Linked DNA regions of Mustela erminea: region 1 is linked to region 2. Evidence: chromatin contacts called from public Hi-C data. All regions are on one chromosome and are shown on one strand. The core of a region is the stretch at or near the end of the contact, and the rest is flanking DNA. Distances in the headings are between cores, read along the strand shown.

Evidence for each region. A called contact is a pair of places that touch in the nucleus more often than the background predicts.
Region 1: a Hi-C map of fibroblasts shows a contact between it and region 2, with 5 times the contacts expected there. The contact joins two enhancer-like sites. A contact is called at or near these places in 2 of 3 Hi-C or Micro-C datasets (fibroblasts and spleen).

Annotation. Positions count from the first base shown.
Region 1 is chr16:24,412,886-24,419,511 of mMusErm1.Pri, forward strand. No RefSeq gene overlaps it. Among named protein-coding and RNA genes, the nearest start is that of TRPA1, 110 kb to the right of the region's middle. Within about 2 kb of position 1,611, the one cell type or tissue checked has open chromatin away from gene starts, as enhancers often do. A contact at or near this core is called in fibroblasts, where this site is marked.
Region 2 is chr16:24,285,130-24,292,015 of mMusErm1.Pri, forward strand. No RefSeq gene overlaps it. Among named protein-coding and RNA genes, the nearest start is that of MSC, 15 kb to the right of the region's middle. Within about 2 kb of position 5,217, the one cell type or tissue checked has open chromatin away from gene starts, as enhancers often do. A contact at or near this core is called in fibroblasts, where this site is marked.

The DNA of each region.
Region 1 (6,626 bases), core at 361-2,860, 120 kb after region 2:
TTGGCCCAGGGGTCTATTCCAGAACATTCATGCCTGATCTGCTGCCTGTTACGGGCAGACAGTGTAGGCTCTTTACCCTAATGTATGGACACAAGGGAAGGAGATGCCGACCGGTCACCTTGGCAGTTCATTATTAGAAGATGCACGTTTCGTCTTGAATGCCTTAATCATCTCAGAAGGAGAGGAACAGTGGGCCTCCCACAGGCATGACAGCCAAGTTGAATTTTGAAGCATGGGAAGGAATTAGCAGGCTGAGATTGTGTGATTGTGTGTGTGTGTGTGTGTGTGTGTGTGTGTGTCTGTCGGGGGATGATATTCTAAACACAGGGCACAGCCCATGCAAATGCAGAGAAAGAGACCAGAATGTCCCTGGAAAGCAGGGAAAATGCTGCAAGACTGAAGGTAGTCCAGTAGGACTAGGATATATGGCAAAGGGGTGGGAGATGAACTTGGAGAGGAGGGAGAAAGCCGGCTGAGATAAGGCAGAGCTCTATAGAAGGTGCAAGACTATGCCCTTTATTTTGCAGTGAAGGAGGAGCCAGTTGAAGATTCTAAGCAGGAAAGTCACAAATTGGGTTTTTATTACAGAAAGATAACTTTGGAAATGGAGTGGGGCATATATATAATTGAAGCAAGAACCTGAGAAGATCCCTCCCATGTGGCCAAGAGACAGTGACAAAGAGCGTCTGCACAGCCTTCTTTGCAATAGCAAAGAATCAGAAACAATCTACATGTTCATTATTGGAGGACTGACTATATCAAATGCTGCAGAGTCACAGTAATAAATGTATTAACACAATTAAATAGTATGAATTTGGTTTTTATATAGCAACATAGACTGGCCTTAGAAAACACTCTCAGAGGGGTACCTGGGTGGCTCAGTGGGTTAAAGCCTCTGCCTTCAGCTCGGGTCATGATCCCAGCGTCCTGGGATCGATCCCCGCATCGGGCTCTCTGCTCAGCGGGGAGCCTGCTTCCTCCTCTCTCTCTCTGCCTGCCTCTCTGTCTACTTGTGATCTCTCTCTCTGTCAAATAAATAAATAAAATCTTTAAAAAAAAACACTCTAAGAAACACATACAGAACTGAATAACATATGACTAATGTATGTGTGAGTAAAAATTTGAAAATGAACTGGAGAGTTCGTTTTATGATGTCATGATAATGGTTGCCTGAGGAGAAGGGGCAGGGAGGGAGATAGTGTTAAAAGTGGTGAATAAAGAAAGCTTTAGCTTTTTAAAGGAAATGCAGTATTTCCTTTCCTTTTTTTTTTTTTTTGAAAGGAGAATATAGGGTATATTAATTTAATTTTTGTAAGGGTACAATTAGGGAAAAAAAGAGTCCAATAGCAAATATCACACCATGTTCTAGATATTAATTCTGAGCTTTCATGGGTATGAATTTGAGGTATTTGCTAAATTGCATTATATTGTTCTGTACTTGAAAAACGAATTCTCTCCTTAGACGTTAAAAAGTGTGTTTGTGTGTCAGAGCAGTGGCCAGAGGTGTGTGAGTGCCAGTGGAGTGCGAAGGCTGCAAAACCAAGAGATACGAAGGTTCCAGAAGAATTGTTCATAGGGTCAAGTTGGGAACGAACAGAGTTGAATCATCTCGTGATTCAGCAGGTCACTGGGGGCCTCGACAGGGATGACTTCAGCACAATGCTATGAGCAGTAGTCATACGGGAGTTGGTTGAGAAAATGAGCGGAAGATGAAGAAGAGGTGACAGCGAATTCCATCTGCTTCCAGAAGCTTGACCATAAAAGGGAAGAAATAGACGGCTAGAACCTAGAGGATGATAGAGGTTTAAGGAAGGTGGTTGTTTTTAAGAGGAGGGGAACTTGATACTGCTTATCAGAAGGAGGAAAAATGGATCCAAGAGGAGAGGTTGAAGAGACATGGGTGAGAGAAGACGACACCGAGGGGCCTGGGGTCAGGAGAAGGAAGGCGGGAACAAATCTTCGGTGAGACAGTGAGAGCCTTTCTGAAGAGTGGAAGTTGAGGGGAGTAAGCAGAAACTCAGATTGTGGGCAGGAAGAGAGGAATCGAATGATTTTGAGGAAGTTCAAATCAACAGCTTCAGATTTTTTTCGGTCAAAATGCCCTTTCTGAGTATCATCACTTGCATACAAAAAGTATTTTTAAATATATACTTTATGTACATAGATAACTGTGCAACCATTTATCTTCTTAGCATTGTAAGAAATGATCAAAGGTAGTAAAAATATTCTTCTTCTGACACTGAGATCAATTTTGGTTTCTGTAAGTATACTGAATATTAGAAAGAAAAATAAACTACCAGGAAATAGATAGAAATGCACTTTTAAATGAAGCTCTTGCCCTTAGAGGGCAGAGGTTAGGTCTTCTCTACACTGATACATTATGTAGGAGGCAAACATACTTGCAAATCCTGTCTACCAACTTCATTCGTAATGGAGCTGCTAATAGCAGAACCTCTTATAACTTGATTATACCTTAAAACTCATGGGATCATAGAATCCCCGTATCAGAAGAAGAATTAAATTGCTTTTACTGATCGACTTCAGCTTCCAGTCCGTAGAATGAGTCCTCACTGTCCAAAGAAAAGCTGGAGGGATATTGGGACCACAGTGAGGCCGTACTGTGGTACACACTGAGGAACCAGCAACATTTTCTTCTTCCTCTCGCTGAGCCCCACATGGATGACTTCTCGCCCGCTGATGAATACACTAAGAGCAGCAGGAAGCATTTATCTCTTTTCATTCAGCTGATAGTGGCTGAGCATGTTTGTTGAATAAATATAAAGTTATTAGGAAATGGTCCCCTTCTTTGCCAACCAAGAACTTTCAGTAGAATAAGACAGGAAAACCCCCAGAAATCCAGTGAGACTCAACGAATAGTCAGTCCCTTACGTTAGAGTGCAGCTAGTTTTATAGACAGCCAGCCACAGTTATCCGTCCGTGGACACATCCATTGCTCTAGAGATGTATGCTTGACAGAGATCATCCCATTGGGGAAATCGGCGAATCTTTAATGAGCAAGTGGAATTTGAGTTGGATTTTGGAGGACGGATATGTTTGGACCTGGAACTGGTGGGAAATGGGCATCCCAGCGAGATTGAAGAGAGGAACCAAGTCACCGGGCCATCCAGGCACAGGGCCCGTCTGGGAGCAGAGAGGGCTTTAGCTGCTTCTCGGTGAATCGAGAAAATGCAGGAGATGGGTCGGGGTCAGACTGGGGGAAGGCTTTATTCAGGAAACTGAAGCAATACCTATACCCTTTATTTTGTCTAGATATTTTCTGTTTCATATGCTTGATTCTTTCTCAACAAAAAGGGAGGTGAATTCCCTTACTCAAATTTTCTTACCTCCCCCTTATTTGTTAGATCACCATTAAGGAAGTGAGCACTGAATTCACTACACTTTTTGTTGAGAGAGGAGAGGGTGTAAATCATAGTTGTCTAGGAGCAAGGTTAAATGATAAAACTGCTCCTAGTGACCATATGTCCGCAAATAAGAGTGTGTTCATACCTTACCCACCTTCTTCACGCTCGGACCCAACAGCGATACTTGCACAATAAAACTCTAAATAATTAAGAATTCATTCATTGAGCAGCTTATTTGTGCTAAATCTGACTATCCTATTATTGATTATTGCTCTGAATTTTCATTCACCAACTCTTCCATTCTTAAAGAGAAAATTTCTTCCAGTTGCTGTTACACATGTTTTCTGTTTCTTAAGTCTTAGAGGAAAGAACCACCTTGAATTAAACAGATGTATTGACAATGTGATATGACAGTACATTCATATTGGAAATTTTAACAATTTGAGGATACCCTTAACACAGAGAGAAAATTTTTCTTTTAGCACAAAAGTAAAGGACAAGAGTCAAGATATTTTTTGGACACTAGCCTTGTCTCTGTGGATGTCCTATGGAGTTTTGTTGTTTGAGGGACTATTTCAGTTATCTTTGTACTGAAGAGGTGTCTTATTAATTAGCTAGTGAGTGACTGAAAACTTTACAGAGACTCGGGCTGTTTGGAGCATCATTTTTGTCACTCAGATCATCTAATTTATATATTCTTAGAACGCTTGCATGTGAAGAAAGCCACATGAATGGTGATGATAATGTGTTACAGTTGAGTATCAGCCCCATTAGAGAATGACTGTGCTTCCATTCTCCCTGACAACCTAACAGCTGTGTCAGTTTCCAATTAAAACACTGTGTTGGTGATCTTGCAAAGGTGGCGAGAGGAGGGTCAGGCGAGGTAGAACTTGTGAGAGCAGCAAAATCTTCATGTAAGGGATGTTTAATCCTAGCCCAAAGTTTCTTAAAATAGTTGGACCAAAAAAACAGTGCAAAAAGGAAGAGCAAATCAGTCAAATTTTCTGTTAAAAAGTTATGGTGTAAGGTTAAAAACTGCATTTTTTGATACACTGGTTAACTTCAGCCAAGACCCTTACTAAGTTGTTCTCCCCCAACAAATTGCACTGTTTTTAGCAGATCTATTGATTTAGAGAAGCAGAAGTTGATGGCAAATTACTCTTTTACTTGGGAAAATTTTCACATTATATTATTATAGAGACAATTTGGGTAGATTGCATATTTGATAATGTATATGATTTGACATATTTGATAAAAATAATTTTATCACTTTTTCATTAAAGGTTATTAAAGTTAAAGGCTAATTAGTTAAGAAGGTGGAGGCGTATCTTGAATTTCCAATCACTTCTTGGGGAGGGAAGGAACAAAGGTTGCAAAGCCAGGAGTTCTTGCGCACAAAAGCACCATCTAGTGATCAGAGTGAGTAACTGCATGGACACAGTAATAAAAGCAGAACCCATTGCAGCGTTGGGCACAGTAATTGGCTCCCTTGTGTTCGCTCTTCTACCGGTGTCAGTGTTACTATCAAATGAAAATAAATTAGCAGCTAATCTGTAATTAGTTTCAAGCCTTATATTTATCTCCTTTAAGTAAATTCTTATGGTTTAATGTTTTCATGCATTTTTCTGCCTTTCAGTATTGGCTGTTTCAAACATGACCTGATAATCATATTAAGTTGCAAATGACTAATAATGATCTCAGGTCTTCCCATCCCAAGATGTATTTAAATTTTGAAAGAAAACTCTCTATGAACAATGGGTATTTATTAGACTTACAGTAGTGGTCATATCACAATATGGACATATATAAAATCATTATGTTGTACACCTGCAACTAACTTATATAATTATATCTCAGTAAAAAGAGAGATCTTATGGGTTAGTAGGTCTTTAGGTATTTTTAATAAAGGAAAACTCCTCAACCTTTTAAAATAATTGACCAACTATTAACAGGATAAATTTTTTCCCAATTGGATGGCATGGCCGTTAGAAAACTACTTGGAAACATCACCAAGACCTTAAAATTGCTGGCTACTCATGCCTTCTTATTATTTAGGAGGGCAGTATGTGTAAATAAAACACTACAGAGTTAAGCTGATACACAGAGATGTCATGTGTTATTTTTTTTCTTATGAGATGTCATGATTTTTCGTTGTCACTTTAGAGCCAAAATATAGCTTACTAAAAGCAAAGAGATGGCTGCTGCCTTTTACGAAGAAGAAACAGATTTCCTGAAAGTACAACCACATAAAAGTTTTACAATTTTTTCCCAGGCCTGGATTTTCACTCTCTACCCACCGTGCAACCTTCCTCTTCAGAATGTCCCCCTATGTGCTTCTATGGCACAAAGTGTCATTTTTATCATCAGGAAGCATACCTACTACTTGTTAAGAAAATAATGTCCACAAACTAAATGCCCAACAACAGTAAAATGATTAAAAATATATAGCATATCTCTGTGCTCAACTAATATGTAGACAGCAAAAATAAATTGTCTAAGAATATTTAATGACATCAAAAGAGGCTTTGGACATACTTTGATCAGATTTTTTAAGCCTTCATAGCTGTATTTAAGTTTGTTCTCAGGTTTGAAAAAAGTCAAAGAATTTTTTACATCCCTAGAAAAAATAATGGAACACTAATGACATTATTAGTCATGGTCCTCTGTGGATGCTTGGATGAAGGGATAAGTTTTCACTTCTTATTTACTCGTTTGTCTTTTTAAAAAATTTCAACTCCTGTTTTTGCCAGATTGTATTTATGTCCTCAATTATTTGTCCATCCTATAGTCTCACACTTCATGTAGTTTTGTAGCTCCCCCAATAAAAAGGGATATTCTCACCACCCCTTGTATTTGAGTTCACACTTGTGACTTACTTTGGTCAACAGAATGTTAGCAAGTGTGCCATGAGCAAAGGCCTGAAAAGTGATTTTGTGGTTGGGCTTGCCCTCTGGCACCTCTGCCAGCTCCATGAGAAGACTGGCCTGAGCTAGCCTGCTGGTCCCAGGAGGAGGAGAAAGCAGTCACCCGGCAGAGTCCAGCAGAGCTGAGCCCAGCTGAGCCCCGCCTGCACGCTCATCTTCCTCTGAGATGTTTGTGGTGGATGGTAATGCACCATTGTTGTAGCAATAGCTCCGGAATTCACTAGTATTCCAAGGAAAAATCTACACATGCTGTTCAAACAAGTAGTGTCCAGGATAACTGCGGAGTAGAAAAGAGAGACCCAAGGATGAGACAGATGTCTCCTCACTGTGAAACAGGTGC
Region 2 (6,886 bases), core at 3,967-6,466:
AGAAAGACCCCTTCCACCAGCTGCTTTCTTGAAGGCTGCAAAGGAATAGGCTCCATCTCCAAGGAAGGAAACCTATCGCGCCCTGTGGCTGCCTTTATGGAGGGGACCATGAAGCCAGGAGGGCATCACAGCGTTTGGGAGTGGAAGATGTCATCTTGGAGGACATGGACTTCGGAAGAGGGCGGGGTTGCGCGCACTCGGCGACCAGCGCAAGCGTGGAGGAGACCCTCTGTGGGAGGCCCGGGCGACGAGGAGAGGGAGAAGATGGCAGGAAGCAGGAAATGCCCTCCAGCCCTGCACGGGACCCCCACGGGCACCACCACCACGTGGGAACACTGTAACTCCTGCGGCCTTTCTGAGGACGTCCTGCTGGTCTTTTAAAACTGTGGCCAGCGTGGAAACGCACCTGCTCGGGTTTGCTCTACCTCCTTCTCAGACGCACTCCTCCTTTCCCTCCAGGAATGCTGTCCCAGCAAGGCGTCAATCCGTAAGCTTTCTGCTTCTCCTAGGGCATTCAGGATACGACAGAGTATTTGCTATTTTAGAACTCGAGGACTTTAAAATAAGGCCTTAACCCTGATCATTGTATTCAAGGCCGGTGACCAAAAGCACCCGAACTTAAAGGCAAAGAAATTAACCTCAGGGGTTAATATATACCGGCTGCTACTCAGATACTGACCACCAGATGGCGCGCCAAGCTCGTCCTTTCAGGACAGGGCCCTGTCGCCCGGAGTTCAGACGTTTGGCTTCCTTCCAACCAATTATTTTTACGATTGAATCTTGTGGTAAGAACTGGAGCAGCAGAGAGTTCCCAAAATAACAGAAACAGTGGTTATGTAAGCAAATAATAGAGTGCGGAAACGTCCATTGACAAATGTATTTACTGCCCTTGAAGCTGGGTTTAAAATCACTCTTACTTTTTTATACTGGGTAACACATATTACTTTCTGTTGTAAATCATGGTTTTGAAGTGAAATTCACGCGACATAAAATGAGCCATTTTAAAGTGAATAATTAGTGGCGTTTAGTGCATTGACAATGTTTTGTAACCACCATCTCTACCTAGTTCCAAAACATTTCCCTCATCCTAAAGGAAACCCCGTTTTAAGCCATTTCTCCCATTTCTCCTCTCCCCAGCCCCTGGCAACCAAACAACCTACATTTTGTGCGATGGACTGATTTCTCCTGGATATTTCATATAAATTGAATCATACAATATGTGAGTCTTCTGTGTCCGGTTTCTTGCACTTAGCAGAATGTTTTCAAGGTTCATCCACACCGTGGCATTCATTCCTTTTTTATGGTTGAAGAATATTCTACTGGATGAATATGCCACCATTAGTTGATCCACTGAGGGCGTCTGGGTTGTTTCCAGCTTTGGGCTATGGTGACCAGTGCTGCTATAAACATTTGTGTGCAGGGACTTGTTTGAGTACCTATTTTCAATCATAAAATGGAATTGGTGGGCTGTGTGATAATTCTGTCTTACTTTGTCTTTTTTTAAGAAACTGTAAAACGTTTTCACACCAGCTGAACAATTTTACAGTTCCACCAGCAGTGTAGGAGGGTTATAATTTCTTCACATTCTCACCAACACTTGTTGTTGTCATTGTCCTTATTATTATTATTATCACCATTCTAGTGAGTGTGAAGTGGTACCTCATTGTGGTTTGGATTTGGATTTCCCCAATAACTAATGATGTTCAGCATCTGTTCATATGTTTGGTGATCAATTTGTATACCTTCTTTGTAGAAATATCTATTCAAGTCCTTTGCTCATTCTTAAAAATATCTTCTCCTATTCTTTAGGTTATCTTTTCACTTTCTTAATAATATTATTTGATGTACAAATGTTTATAATTCTGATGAAGCCTAATGTAACTATTTTTTTGTTACCCTTGTTTTAGATGTTACATTCACTGTCAAATCCAATGCCATGAAGATTTACTCTTCTTCTAAAAGTTTAATGCTTTTTGCAAGCATGTTTAAATCGTTCATGTATTTTGTATATGGTGTGGGATAGGGACCCAACTTCATTCTTTTGCCTGTGGTTATCCAGTTGTCCCAATATCACTCTTCTCCATTGAATGGTCTTGGCATCCTTGTCAAAATCAATTGGCCATAGATGTACAGGTTTATTTCTGGATTTTCAATTCTAATCCATTGGTCTATAAGTATAGCCTCATGCTAGCACTACACTGTTTTCATTGCTGTAACTTTGTGGTAGGTTTTGATATTGGAAAATGTAAGTCCTCCCACTTGGTTCTTCTTTTGAAGATTGTTTGGCTGGTCCAGGTCCCTTGCAAATTTGTGTGAATTTAAGGATTGGCTTCTCTATTTCTGCACAGAAGTCCATTGGAATTTTTATAGAGATGGATTAAATATGTAAATTACTTTATGTTGTATCAACATCTTAACAGTATTAAGTTTTCCAATTCATGAACACACAAACACAGGATGTCTTTCCATTTATTTAGTTGTTCTTTAATTACCTTATGCAGTGTTTTATAGTTTTCAGCTTACAAGTCTTTCTCCCTCTTGGTTGACCTTATTCCTGGGTGCTTTAAACTTTTGGATGATATTGTAAATAGAAAACAGAAAAAATAGTTTTTTTCAGATCATTCATTTCTGGTATCTAGAAACACAAGTGACTTTTATGTGTTCCTCTTGTACCTTGCAACTTTGCTGAATTATCTTCTTAGCTCTTGTAGTTTTTTGTGGATTCTTGTAGATTCTTTCATGGATATATAGAATCATGTCATCTTCAAGTGGAGATAGCTTTAAGTCTTCCATGCTAATTTAAATGGCCTTTATTTGTTTTTCTTATCTAATTTCTCTGGCTAGAACTTTCAGTACAATGATGAATAGCAGAGGTAAAAGCGTCATCTTTGTCTTGTCCTGATCTCAGGGGAAAGCTCGGTCTCTCACCATGGTGTTTAATGTTAGCTGAGGGTTCTTCATAAACGCACTTTCTGATGTTGAGGGAGTTCCCTTCTTTTTCTAATTTTCTGAATCTTTTTATCATGTTGGATTTTGTCAATGACTTTTTGTGTGTCAGCTGAGGTGGTCATGTGGATTTTTTCCTTCATTGTTATAATGTAGCATATTACATGGATTGATTTGCTATTTGTTTCTGTTAAAACCACCTTTGCATTCTTGGGCATCTATTTTTAAAAGGTTTTTAAAAATGAAGACATATATAAAATGTTGTAGGAATATAAATGAAGTAGAATTGATTCTGCGGGTCAGGGAAGAAGCCATAGGAAGAAGTATGAAAGGGAAGGGAAGACAAACCAGCTGGTCAAAGACAGATAGGAAATGACCTTGAATGATAAGGATGAAAGCCAAATTTTCAAGCAGAGTCTCTTTCTAATCCCAGATAGATGAAAAGCCATATCCAGTTTCTGAAGATCCAGCTTCACTTTCCTTATCTGTAAAATGAATAGATTATTTTGGTTTTGACTATCATTATTATAATTGTAATTTGTTCTCATGCTCATATCATAAACCTTTCCAATGAAGTTATGCAGTTTGTAGACTACAGTTTGTAATTGTTGCGTAGCAACCCATAGACAGGTAATCCCAATAGGCATTTAGATTCATCTTTCTTTTTCATTATTACTTGCGTACTAGGATGAACACAAAGTCGATTATTCATGAGATACCTTTTGGATCTAAAATGTTAGGGCTTTCTGAGTCTATGAAATCTATACCACAGGTTCCTCCCTAGTTCTACAAAGTCCTACCCCCGAATCCCAGGTCATCAGAAAAACTCTCTATCAGGCAATTTCATTAAGTCTACCTTAATTCTCCCATGTCTGAATTCAGACATACTGTCTCTTGCCCTGTCCTTGTGAAGATGGAAAATAGCGAATTACCTGTTCTAGTGGAAAGTTGTCTCTTTCTCAACTCAGTTAAGCAAGTATCCATCACACACATCTAAAACTGATCGGCTGGTCGATCATGGGAATCACGGGATGACGCTTGTGGTGAGAACAGCCCACAGTCCCGGCTTTTTGTGCCTCTCCCCTCCTTCTATTTTTCCCCTCCAGCTTTTTTCTCTTGGCCACTTCCTGTCTCCACTGCAGAGCTCTCCAGGATATGTAATCCTGTGAGAGAAAAATCTCAGGTGAGGCTTTTTTAGCTCAGCACATATACATTTGGCATTTTTCCAGTCATCATCATCATCAGGAGCTAAAGAGGAAAACAAGATCAAAAAGAAAAGAGCTCTTTATAGAGGACAAGTGACTTTCTCTGAGTTGTTTTGGCTGGTACTGCCACCCAAGCAGACAGACCATGGCTTCCTTCTTCACTTCCATACCATTTTGAGCACTCAGAACCAGATGTAACTCTGTGTCTTATCTATTACCCCAAGTTAACATCCCAAGCTAGAGCATCCTTGTTGGGGAGCACCATTTTCCCACCGGCCTCCTTTCTACCTGGAAAAAGTCTTTGGGGAGGTGCTAGATTAGGATTGATTAAGGGTTAGGATTCTGAGCTAGAGAGAACAAGGTTTAAACCCTAACTCTACCAATTAGAGAGAATCAGGTTTGTGTGTGTGTTAAATTTTTTACTTAAATTCAACTGAATTAACATAGAGTGTACTACTAGTTTCAGAAGTAGAATTTAGGGATTCATCAGTTGCCTGTAACACTTGGTGTTCATTCAAGTGTCCTCCTTAATGCCCAACCCCCATTCCCCCATTCCCCCACCTACCACTCCTCCAGCAACCCTCAGTTTCTTATAGGTAAGTGTCTCTTATGGTTTGCCTCCCTCTCTGTCTTCATCTTTATTTTTCCTTCCCTTCCCCTATGTTCATCTGCTTTGTTTCTTAAATTCCACGTGAGTGAAATGATATGGTATTTGTCTTTGAAAGAACCAGGTTTAAACTCTGACTCGACGAGCTAGGGCCCTCTGTGGTGCTCAGCAAGTCCCAAAAGCTTTATGAGCCTGTGTTTCTATCTGTAAATTAAAAGAGTAACAGAACTACTAATGGTCTAATGGGTGATTTCAACGACCATGACCTTTAAAGTGTATGGCATGAGACTCAGCATGCTAACAGTATTAACTTGTCTCTTGCAATTCGAAAGCTTTTGTCCTTTACTGTACTCATTCACGTTTTCAGTCTGAGAGATCCTGAGAACCACCAGATTCTGCGCAGAGCAGACATGCCTGTGTGTAGCAGGAATTAGCATAGTTGGTAAAACAGCAGTGACTCATTATACCAGCGTCCTGCTTGTCTGTGATGACTATCTCAGGTTGCTCCGGAGAATGGACTTTCCAAAATCATCATCATTTCACAACAGAAACAGAATTGAAGCCAAAGTAGAGTGATGATTATTTTCTGTTAAGAATAATTTGTTAAATATTTACTGAGTACTTGCTTTGTACCAGACATATGAAGGTGATAATTTCATAAAGATAAAAAATGAAAATCCAAGATTCCCATTCTGAAGACATCTCTACTCCAGCGACAGAAAAAAAAAAAAAAAAAAAAAAAAAAAGGCATGCTCACGCAAGACCCAGCAAGGACATTGTTTCCACCCTTTGTTCTCTGAGTCAAATAGTCCTCGTCTCTGAGCTTTTAGTTATTAGTGTATCCCCTTCGAATCTGAACCCCTACAATGAGACAAAATTTGGTAAGAATCCCCTTAAGCCAAAGGACAGTGGAGTTCCTGAATGAATGGCAAAGTTTCTAAATTCTGTACTCTTTCCAACTTGCCCTTTTAAACTTGAGTGATAAATGATGACTCATGATGACTTCGGCGTTCACTGTCTGGCCCAAGTTAGAAACCCTGTAGTGGATGTGAATTTCTTTCCGTCTTTCATCGCCCACTTCCAGTGTATAACACAGTCCATCTGATGCTAGCAGTAACGTGTCTCTTGAATGCAACCCTGTAACCCCACCACTACTCTCAACCGGGGCTCTCCGTCGGTCTTGTCTGGCCAGCCCAGGTCCTCCTGCTGCCTTCAACCCATCCTGCCCACCACCAGCCAGGAGTCTTTTAAAAACCTAGTCTCAGATGAATCAAGTCTCAAGATATGCAAAAGCCTTAAAGGAGATGATTCTAAAGCACCAACAGTACGTTTTGAGAAATCATGGAAAAAGGAGAAAGGGGGAAAAAACTGCTAGGCTCTTGAAACAATAGACCAAATTTTTTCCCCCAAATTTTGTTACTTCCCACCGAGGCTTCTAAAAGTTACCCACCACCCCTCAAAAAGCCATCTTCTTTGATTGTTCGTTTGTTAAGTATTTTGCTGAGGGATTCTTTTATTTGGATATGATGTTTTCCAAACTTAATTTTTATTCTGGGTCAAATTAAACACAATCATAGAATATTTATTATAAGTTCTGATAGGAGGGTACCTGGGCGGCTCAGTCATTAAGCCTCTGCCTTTGGCTCAGGTCCTGATCTCAGGGTCCTGAGATCGAGTCCCACATTGGGCTCCCTGCTCAGCGGAGAGCCTGCTTCTCCTTTTGTCTGCCTTGCGCTCTGCTTGTGCTCTCTCTCTCTCTTTTTCTGACAAATAAATAAATAAAATCTTTTTTTTTTTAAAGTTCTGACAAATCTTGTTTCACCATTTTTTAATGCTAGTGAGTATCTGCCTTTAGAAGGAAAGAGCTTAAATACCAAAATGGCTGTGCTTATTTGATTTCTCTAGTTCCTAAAGAAGCCTTTTTGAGGCACACCTGGGTGGCTCACTCGTTAAGCATCTGCCTTCAGTTCAGGAAGGGTCCTGGGACAGAGCCCCGCATCGGGCTCCCTGCTCAGTGGGAAACCAGCTTCTCCCTCTCTGACTCCCCCTGCTTGTGTTCCCTCTCTCTCTCTGTCAAATAAATAAATAAAATCTTAAAAAAAAAAGAGAGAGAGAGAGAGAAGGGGTT